Linked DNA regions of Sus scrofa: regions 2 and 3 are each linked to region 1. A link is a contact called in public Hi-C and targeted proximity ligation data. All regions are on one chromosome and are shown on one strand. The core of a region is the stretch at or near the end of the contact, and the rest is flanking DNA. Distances in the headings are between cores, read along the strand shown. Region 1 overlaps LOC102158799 (a long non-coding RNA gene). Region 2 overlaps GALM (galactose mutarotase). Region 3 holds the start of GALM (galactose mutarotase).

Region 1 (2,931 bases), core at 186-2,685:
ATCAGACAAGACCTCTCTCTGACTCTGATGGATCTAGACAAAAACAAGGCCCCTCTGGAATCATGTCTGACCATAATCAAAAACAAGAAATTGGACCACAAAAATGGCCACCAAACATTGTGCTATCCTGGGTAACAATGAATAACTCAGCTTCTTTTCCATTTACAGCTGTGGACTTGCTTTGTTCCTCCTGCCTCCTGGATAAACAGTAAGCTGCCAATCCTAGAATCACCCCTGCTTCCTGACAACATCCAAACCAGAGCATAGCCCCACTTCCTTGAACCATCTGCAGAATCACCAAACACAGGCCTAAGCTCCTTTTCACACTGGCTTATGGAGGGTATGCAGTCTCTCTCATTGCACCTCGTCTGTGAACCCACAGCTGACTCTAGGTGTGTTCTGGTGATTTTGATTCAAAGGCACTATCAAGAGGCTGGCTCTGAGGTAGACCATGTGGTGGCGATCCATGTGGAAGCCTAGGAGTTTTTACCCTGCCATTCACTTTCTCTGTTGTAGAGAAAGCCATTTACATATTTGGATCTTCAGTACTTAAAGGCTGACAAGAATTTCTTCATTGCCTGAAAGAACATGGCATGTGAGGGCCTTTCAGAGATTGATCTGACTGGGGCAGAGTATTTCTTTCTAAAGCACTGGAGGGTGAGGGCACCCATGAGGAAATGTTTGAGTTCCAGGCAATCGATGTTGAGGAGAGAATGTGGGTCGGTCCTAGCTCTACTTCTTACCCAGTGTGTGATGTGGAGCAGGTTTCTTAACCTCCTTGAGCTGCAGAGTCTGCATCTGAGGAATGATGCAGACTCTGCAGCTATAGTTAATAGTACCCCAGTGAGCCTTACCTCACAGGCTTGAATGCTTGAAAAGAGCATGTAAATCATCCAGCACTCCTAGTACACAGGGGCTGTGGGGAATCAGCAGATGTGCCATCTCTTCCTTCCCAGCCGACAGTGGACAGCCACTGTAGATTCCTGAAAGGAAAGTGGCCCAAGGGCAATAGGTGTTTTAGGGAAATAGACCAAAACGGAGAGGGCATAGGCCAGTCTAGTTGATAATGGGACACTCTAGCTTGCATGGCCCCTGCCAACCACTGCAAAGATAGCATCACATTCTCAAAAGAAGTGCAGTTGTCCCAGCTAGACAAGGGGGACAAATGAATGATGAGGGCATGCCATGCAGGGTGTGCCAAGCAGCAAGCCTCAGTGGGACAGGGTGGAAGAAATATTAGGGACACTTTCAGAAAGGCAGCCAAACTCTGGGCTGCTGGGGACAGCAAGAGAAACAGATCCCTTTGGAGTGCAGCAGTCATTGGAAGAATGCCCACATCTAACCTTCAGGTCCATGGGCCATAACACCTTCCACTTTTGCATTGTTGCCAGGGCTTTGCTGTCACACACAAAAGGGCTACTTCTAACAGGAAGGGTGACACTGAGCTCTAAAGGTCAGTTCCAGCCTTCTTCCTCATTTAACTGTAGGGCGGTAACCAAAGCAGGCCATTCTACTTTAGCCCAAGAGCAATTGACTCCAAGGAGGAGAAAATAGATGACTGATGTAAAGAGTTACATTTTGCAACCACTCTCTTCACCAGTTCAACTTCTGGTAGTTTTTGAATTTTGTAGTTAACAGTACCCCAGTGAGCCTTTAAGCTAGCACATCCTTCCCTTAGCAAGGAGTTTTCGGATTTAGAGCGTTTATATTTAAAAACAATCAAAACATCAGAATGATTTGTGAATGACCTAAAAAAAATCCAATATGTATATTAGCTGCAGATGGTGTACAAGAGAACAAAGTTAAGTCAATAGAAAGTTGCCCTGTGATTTGAATCATCACATCGACATTTATTGGGCACCTACTTTCTACAAGACTGGGCACTGAGGAATTAAAAGATGAACAAGTCAGTATCTGCCTTCATAGAATTTGTCATCTAGTGGAGAGGCTGAAAGTATACCAACAAGTCTAATGCAAGGGCATAAGAATGCACCCAAATCACCATGGTAACAAGAAGATGATTACATTTACTAGAAAAATCAAGGTTTTAAAAGAAGAAGAGGGTCTTGAGGACTTCTTTTTTTTTTTTTTTTTTTTTTTTTTTTTTTTGTCTTTTTGCTATTTCTTGGGCCGCTCTCGCGGCATATGGAGGTTCCCAGGCTAGGGGTCAAATCGGAGCTGTGGCCACCGGCCTACACCAGAGCCACAGCAACGCGGGATCCAAGACAAGTCTGCGACCTACACCACAGCTCATGGCGACGCCGGATCGTTAACCCACTGAGCAAGCGCAGGGACCGAACCCGCAACCTCATGGTTCCTAGTCGGATTCGTTAACCACTGCGCCACGACGGGAACTCCTTGAGGACTTCTTGATCTGGGCTTTGGTTCATTGACTATCAGCCATGGTCACCTCCTTGCCCTGCTTTGGGGGACATGATCCTAAACCATCTCCTCTCTGGACCTTCATTCTGCCTTGCTTGACTCAGGAGAGAGTCAACCACTGCTCAGCTCTCTTGATCCCTAATGGAGTCTCATCCCCAAAGTGCAGATGCCATAGGGATTAGAGACTAATCATTATGAGACTCTCAGGATCCTAACCCAGACACTGGAGAATAACGATCAGAAAAAGGGGCCATTATTATCACAAGTGTAATGGTGCTAGGTCACTCGGTTCGTTGAAAGAGATTGGAGGAACTGGGAATTAAGTCCCTAGGCCTAGATAATGTCCCTGCTTGATTTAACATGGTCACATTTTTTCCTGTTTTGAGAATGAGAGGAAGACAGATGCCAGCTTTATAAATGTAAGAGAACAGCACTGAGGTTGTATAGCACTGTTGATTCAGTGAGGGAATCCACTTAGCCTATTTATACTATAAATTGGAGTAAAGTGTGTGTGTGTGTGTGTGTGTGTGCATCTGGACTCCCTTGCAT
Region 2 (2,931 bases), core at 227-2,726, 170 kb before region 1:
TGTATGTATGTATGTATGTATGTCTTTTTAGGGCTGAACCCACGGCATATGGAAGGTCCCAGGCTAGGGGTCGAATTGGAGCTACAGCTGCCGGCCTACACCACAGCCACAGCTATGCCAGATCAGAACCTTGTCTGCAACATACAGTGCAGCTCAAGGAAACAACAACCCACTGAGCATGGCCAGGGATTGAACCCAGATCCTTGTGGATACTAGTTGGTATTTTTACCGCTGAGCCACAAGGGGAACTTGACTTGACATCTTTATTGTGAACCTCTCTTGCACCTTAAATATTGGTGGGGGGTTTCCTCAGATTCCCCTGGGTTCAGCCCTCAGACCACTGTTCTTCTCAATCTGCAGTTCCTCTCTGGGAAATCCACATGGCTTAATCTACAATATACTCTCACTCTTATTTTTCCTCAAACATTGTACCCATCTGTCTGACTGCTTACTGGACATCCTCACCTGGATGCCCCACAGGCACCTTAATCTCAAATATCTCTGAGACCAAATCCATAGTTCCTCCATCCACTCCCATCCCTCATCCCACCTCCTCCTCCTCTATTCCTGCTACTTACTATCTCCATTCCTACTGCCCAGAAGCTGTCCTGGAAACCTAGGCGTCATCACACAGCCTTCCTGCTTCCTCATTTTCTATATTCAATTCAGGCCTCCTGGTTTTTACCTCTTAATATTATAAGACTATATTTCTTCCATCTGAAATCTTATTTAGATCCTCCTCATCTCTTGCTCGGGTTATTAAAATAGACTCTTCATCCATCTCTGGCTCCAGTCAAACCCCACCCACAACAGTTGCTGGGTTAGTATTTGTAAAATGCCAGTCTCGCTAGGTCAATTCCCTGGCTTAAAATGCTTCGAAGTCTCCCATGATTTAAAGATAAAATCCTAGCTCCTCCTTAGGATGGCACAGAACGCCCATGATGACTGTACTCAACTACAAAGCCGGGACAAGGGTGAGGCAAGCAAGGAGCTAGGGTGCAAAATTTAAGGATACAGTCACTCTCAGAGGCTGACTCTGTACCTGCAGGACCCTGAAAGTGAGTGCTGCCTTAAGTTTTGCACCCCAGTGCTGCACCTCCCTTGTCTCACCCTAGCCTCCACTCTGCCCAACTGTCTCTGTGGCTTTTGGCTTAATAGCCTACTCCACTCCCACATTCTGTGCTTAGTACTCTTACTCTCCTTGTGGCTAGATCCTCACAGATACTAAGAAGCTTCCTGAAGCTCAGGGTGCTTTCAAGAAAGCCTCTTCAAATCCTTGCCTTTATGCTCCCCTTAGGCCCAAGGGCAATAATTCTAGCACTGCCCTGACTACACTAGATTCTCCACTCCCTGTAAGCTTTTCAAGGCCACAGACAGTGTTTGATCATCTTTCTATGGCCAGTGCCTTAGGCAGCACCTAGCAATCAGTGGATGTTCCACAAATGCTAGCTGAACTGAAAGCAAGTCTGGTCTGAGACTTGAGTCAGCCTCAGGCCCATGGTGCAAAGCCCACAGTCATCTCTCATCCCCTTAAGAATGGGGCGACCTCTAAGGATTGCTATGCACCAGGTTTGAACCAGAGCCAGGCATCTGTCCAGACCTGGGGTGTGGGAAGGGTGGGTGTTAAACTACCAGCTCTCCAAGGGTGGTAGTGAGAGTTCTAGAAAATAACTCCCCTTCTGACAAACTTACTTGATGTTAGTCTGGAATTTTCATAGGAATTATACAACACCTAGCCAAGTGCTAATTTCTGAGCTTTCTTCCTGCCAAATTCCCACCATGCTGGCTCACGCTTGCCAATCTTGTAGCAGTGATATTTTCTAGCAGGGAACATGAGTGGCTTTGGATGTTATTCTGAAGCCTCATAAAGCCATTCTTGGGGCCATTTTGTAGAGAGGGATTCAATAATGCATCCCCTTGGAGGGGTTCATTGCTACCAGGAGAGTTCCTTGGAGTTTCTGTATTGAACTTCCTTGAACATCATCTGGGAGAGTCTGTCATACAAGAAACAGCTCCAGGGTAAATAATAATCCATAAGATTCAATTATCACCAGTTTTTACTTTTTTTAGTGTTACTCAAATAGAACACCATGCTCTGGCTTCCCACTTATAGAGCGGCCGGCATGCCTGCCTGCTCCCACACTCCACAGACTGATGTCCAGGCCTGCAGTCCTGACTGAACAAGGGCTGGTGAGTATTACAAGACAATTTCATTGATCTGATCAAGCAGAAAGAAAAGCTGGTTTTCTGACCCAGAGTCTTGGCTGCTATAGCTCCTCCGGGTAGGACCTTGGAGAAGTTACTCTTCTTAGTTTGCCATTTTCCTTCTCTAGCTAGACTTCTAGCTCCCTTCAGGGAATTTAATGGTGATAAATTAGGAAAAAAAATTTTTAAACTACCCTGAAGATTACAAAGAAGAAAATATACCACTGCTAGTCTCAAAAATGATGACTATCCTTATATACAATAATATATAATAAGGCAACCATAAACTATTGTTACCTCAAGAGAGGAAAAAAGACTGGAAAACCCCTCTGTAGACCAAGATGATGCAACCAACTCACACAAGGTTTTACACAGAATTTCAGGAGTTTATGAATCCCTTTAAGTTCTTTCATCATCTTCCCAGATATACAAGTATGAACCCTGCCCTGGCTAAGAATATCTGGCTTATGGAGTTTCCTCATGGCTCAGTGGGTTAAGGATCCAGCACTATCATTGCTGTGGCTCTGGTTACAGCTGTGGAGCTGTGGCGGGGTTTGATTCCTGGCCCAGAAACTTTCGCATGCCATGGGTGTGGCCAAGAAAAATTATCTGGGTTAGAGGTTCCATGTGGTCTTTGAATCATTATTAGAAACTGACAGGAACTTGGAGTTCAACTAACGTAACTAATCTAATGAGATTTTAGAGTTTAGGTTATGAGGCCCAGAG
Region 3 (2,931 bases), core at 172-2,671, 130 kb before region 1:
AAACCTCCTCTCTTACAAATTTTGTCCAAGCCCCTACCAAGGAGCAGAGAATTAATTCTCAAGCATTTGCCTTTTGCCAACTTTCAGACCTCCTTTTCTGTCTAGCTACTCAGGTGTGCCAAGAAATAGCAAGCACTATGCCCATTTTCCTTTGCCCTGATCAAAGTGCAGTTGTAACTATTTATTTGTGCAATTTTTTGGCTAAGGTCTATCTCCACATCTAAATTGCAAGTTCTGGAGTTCCTATCGTGGTGCAATGGAAACGAATGCAACTAGGAACCATGAAGTTTCAGGTTTGATCCCTGGCCTTGCTCAGTGGGTTAAGGATCTGGCGTTGCCATGAGCTGTCATGTAGGTCACAGGCTCAGCTTGGATCTGGCATGGCTGTGGCTGTGGCATAGCTGTAGCTCCGATTCGACTCCTAGCCTGGGAATCTCCATATGCCTCAGGTGCAGCCCTAAAAAAAAAAAAGAAAAAAAAATTAAAAAATAAATTGCAATTTCCATGAGGGTGGGGACCTTGTCTTTCTCGCTGATCAGATAACTGATTCAACAGTGTCTGAATGAATTAACACATTTTTTAATTGCCTACAGATTCCCACAAAATAAAATCCATCCCAGTTACAAAGAGACTCTTTTCTTGACAATATGGGTATTGATCAGCCAAGGGGTGCGGGACACTGTACCCACAGACGAAAGCAGATAAGCTGTTTGCACCTGCTGAGCTTATGTTATGGAGCATTTCTGAAACCACCAGACCTCGAAGAGAATCTAAACAAGAAGGAAGTAGAAGACGCATGTCTTTTAATTTTTTTCCTTCTTCAAAAAGGGCACAAGGGAAGAACTGGGAGCCACACCCCCTCCGGCCTGCACTTTCCTCTCACCCTCAGAGATCAAGCAGTTCAAAGATCATTCCAGAGTTGCTGCAGTTTTATTTTACCCTCAACTGACTTTCTAAAAATTAAGACAAAGGCCTGAATGTACAACCAGAGACCAAGTCCTACAGCAGTTCGTTTTTTCCAAACATTAGATCGCAACACAGTGAGTGAGTCAGATCCAAGCACTCCTCAGTACTTCCCTTCGGCCCCGCATCCCTGCAGCGCGAGTCTCCAGTGTGAGGCGGTGTTAACGGATGGGCCTGGGGCCCCTCCGCAGCCCGGGGCGGAATCCAACCCACCTTTCAATTCAGCAAAGCCAAGCACCACGTCTGAGGCTCTGCCCTGCCTGTCTTTGACCTCCAGGGCCGTGATGGTGCAGCCCCAGGAGATGATGTCCACTCTCAGCTGGTCTGATTGCAGCTGGAACTTTTCCACCGTCCCTGCCCCCGAGGGGAGGTCTCCAAACACGGATCTTGTAACTGAAACCATTAGGAAAGCTTGGGGTGTGTAGTTGCTCCAGGTCCCTCGAACTCCCGCCGCCAAACCTAGAGCGGCAGAAGTTTACTGGAGAAGGGGAGGGACAGGGATCAGACTCCTCCCCTTCCTTGCCGGGATTTAGGGAGTGACCACTTCTGCGAAAAATATCCTCCGGGGCCTTTCGAAATCATTCCTTTGCCTGAGGGTGGCACCAAGGCAAAATTTCCTACTAAGCTGGGAATTTCCAGCCAGTTCTTTTCCTTTGCTAACCCTGACTGCACTGCATGTTGGGAATGGTAGTCTTTGAAAGGGGAACTTGCATGTTGGGGCCTGTAGTCTTTCTAAACCCAAATCTTGAGTCTGCTGGATTCTACCCCGTTTTCTGGCACAAGGTTCTCAACGTGCAGTGATCTGTTCATTAATCGTGACTGACTTTCAGATAAAATGCTGGAAAATGCAGAGATTAAAATTAGGAAGAGTGGGGAGGGGGGTGGAAATGTGGGAGGTTGTGTGTGGAATTTTGATTTTTAACTCTTTGATCCAGAAGGGAAAGAATTACAGTAGTAATTAAGAGAAGGGGTAAATAATTGCAGGTTTCTCTGCACACTGACTGAAGATCCATTCTGCTTGCCACACAAACAGCTCTCAACATGTATTGCTGGAGCCACTGCCCAGAGGCTCTCCTGACTGCTAGCCCGGAGAGGGTCATGTCTAGATGGATTAGGGCCTAGTTTATATGGAGGTGAACAAAGGTGGCCTCTGACTTTCTTTCCTTCAGGGGACTGGGAAAGGACCTTGGTTATACACCCACTCTTGTTCCTGAAGCCCAAAGTTCCTTTAAGAAAGGATTAAGGATGAATATTTATTAAGGACATCATTAATGTCAGATACTGTACTTTTATTATCTCCTTTCTACAAGCAGAAAAAGGCTTTGCGTATGTACTGCTGGGAGAAGAAAGACATTAAATAATCCTTTAATGCTTTGATGTGCCTCAAAAGCATCAAAAATGCATATCCCCAGGTTCATTCCTGGAATTTCTGTTTCTGTGAGTCGAGGGTGAAACTCAGTAATCTACTTTTTTCACAGATTCCTCAGGTTAGTCTACTGTAGTTTATCTGGGACCAGACTTTGAGAAGTATTGCTCCAGGTTTTGATGACTAATCTCAGATTTTTTTCCCCCCTCTGATGGTACAGGACTAAGATAGAGCTACCAAAGGCCTTAATAATATTGTCAGATAAAATACAGTAAATGTATTTCTTTGCTAAATCTGTCCAGATAGTACTGAGCCTTGGAACAGGGAAGATTCTGGAAGCCTGACAACGTTCTACTTGACCATCTGCATACTCATCACTTTGATCTGGTTCCTAGGTACTTTAAAGGGGATCCAACTAGACCGTGGTGAACACCAAAATTCATCTATGACTAGGAAATTAGGAGAACTGGGATCATGTTCCTGGAATCAGATGCTAATAAAACATAACCATCTCTCAGCCCTTTCCATATTTGGAGTTTGAAGGAATATTTAACATTCTTGCCACAAAGCCTCAATTCTCATTCATGAAGCAGGGCAATTCT

Evidence for each region. A called contact is a pair of places that touch in the nucleus more often than the background predicts.
Region 2: a contact with region 1 is called in a targeted proximity ligation map of alveolar macrophages. A contact is called at or near these places in 6 of 47 Hi-C or Micro-C datasets (alveolar macrophages, blood, embryonic fibroblasts and 3 more) and 2 of 2 datasets of targeted methods (alveolar macrophages and skeletal muscle).
Region 3: a contact with region 1 is called in a Hi-C map of skeletal muscle, with 4 times the contacts expected there. A contact is called at or near these places in 4 of 47 Hi-C or Micro-C datasets (embryonic fibroblasts, heart right ventricle and skeletal muscle) and 1 of 2 datasets of targeted methods (alveolar macrophages).

What each region holds. Positions count from the first base shown.
Region 1 is chr3:101,815,891-101,818,821 of Sscrofa11.1, forward strand. It overlaps LOC102158799 (a long non-coding RNA gene), which reads left to right. Exons shown (of 3, transcript XR_302530.3): 3 at 169-2,111. Among named protein-coding and RNA genes, the nearest start is that of HNRNPLL, 64 kb to the left of the region's middle.
Region 2 is chr3:101,643,970-101,646,900 of Sscrofa11.1, forward strand. The region is part of intron 4 of GALM (galactose mutarotase); the gene reads right to left. Among named protein-coding and RNA genes, the nearest start is that of GALM, 37 kb to the right of the region's middle.
Region 3 is chr3:101,681,400-101,684,330 of Sscrofa11.1, forward strand. It overlaps GALM (galactose mutarotase), which reads right to left and starts at 1,422. Exons shown (of 7, transcript NM_214406.1): 1 at 1,177-1,422. The coding sequence starts at 1,366.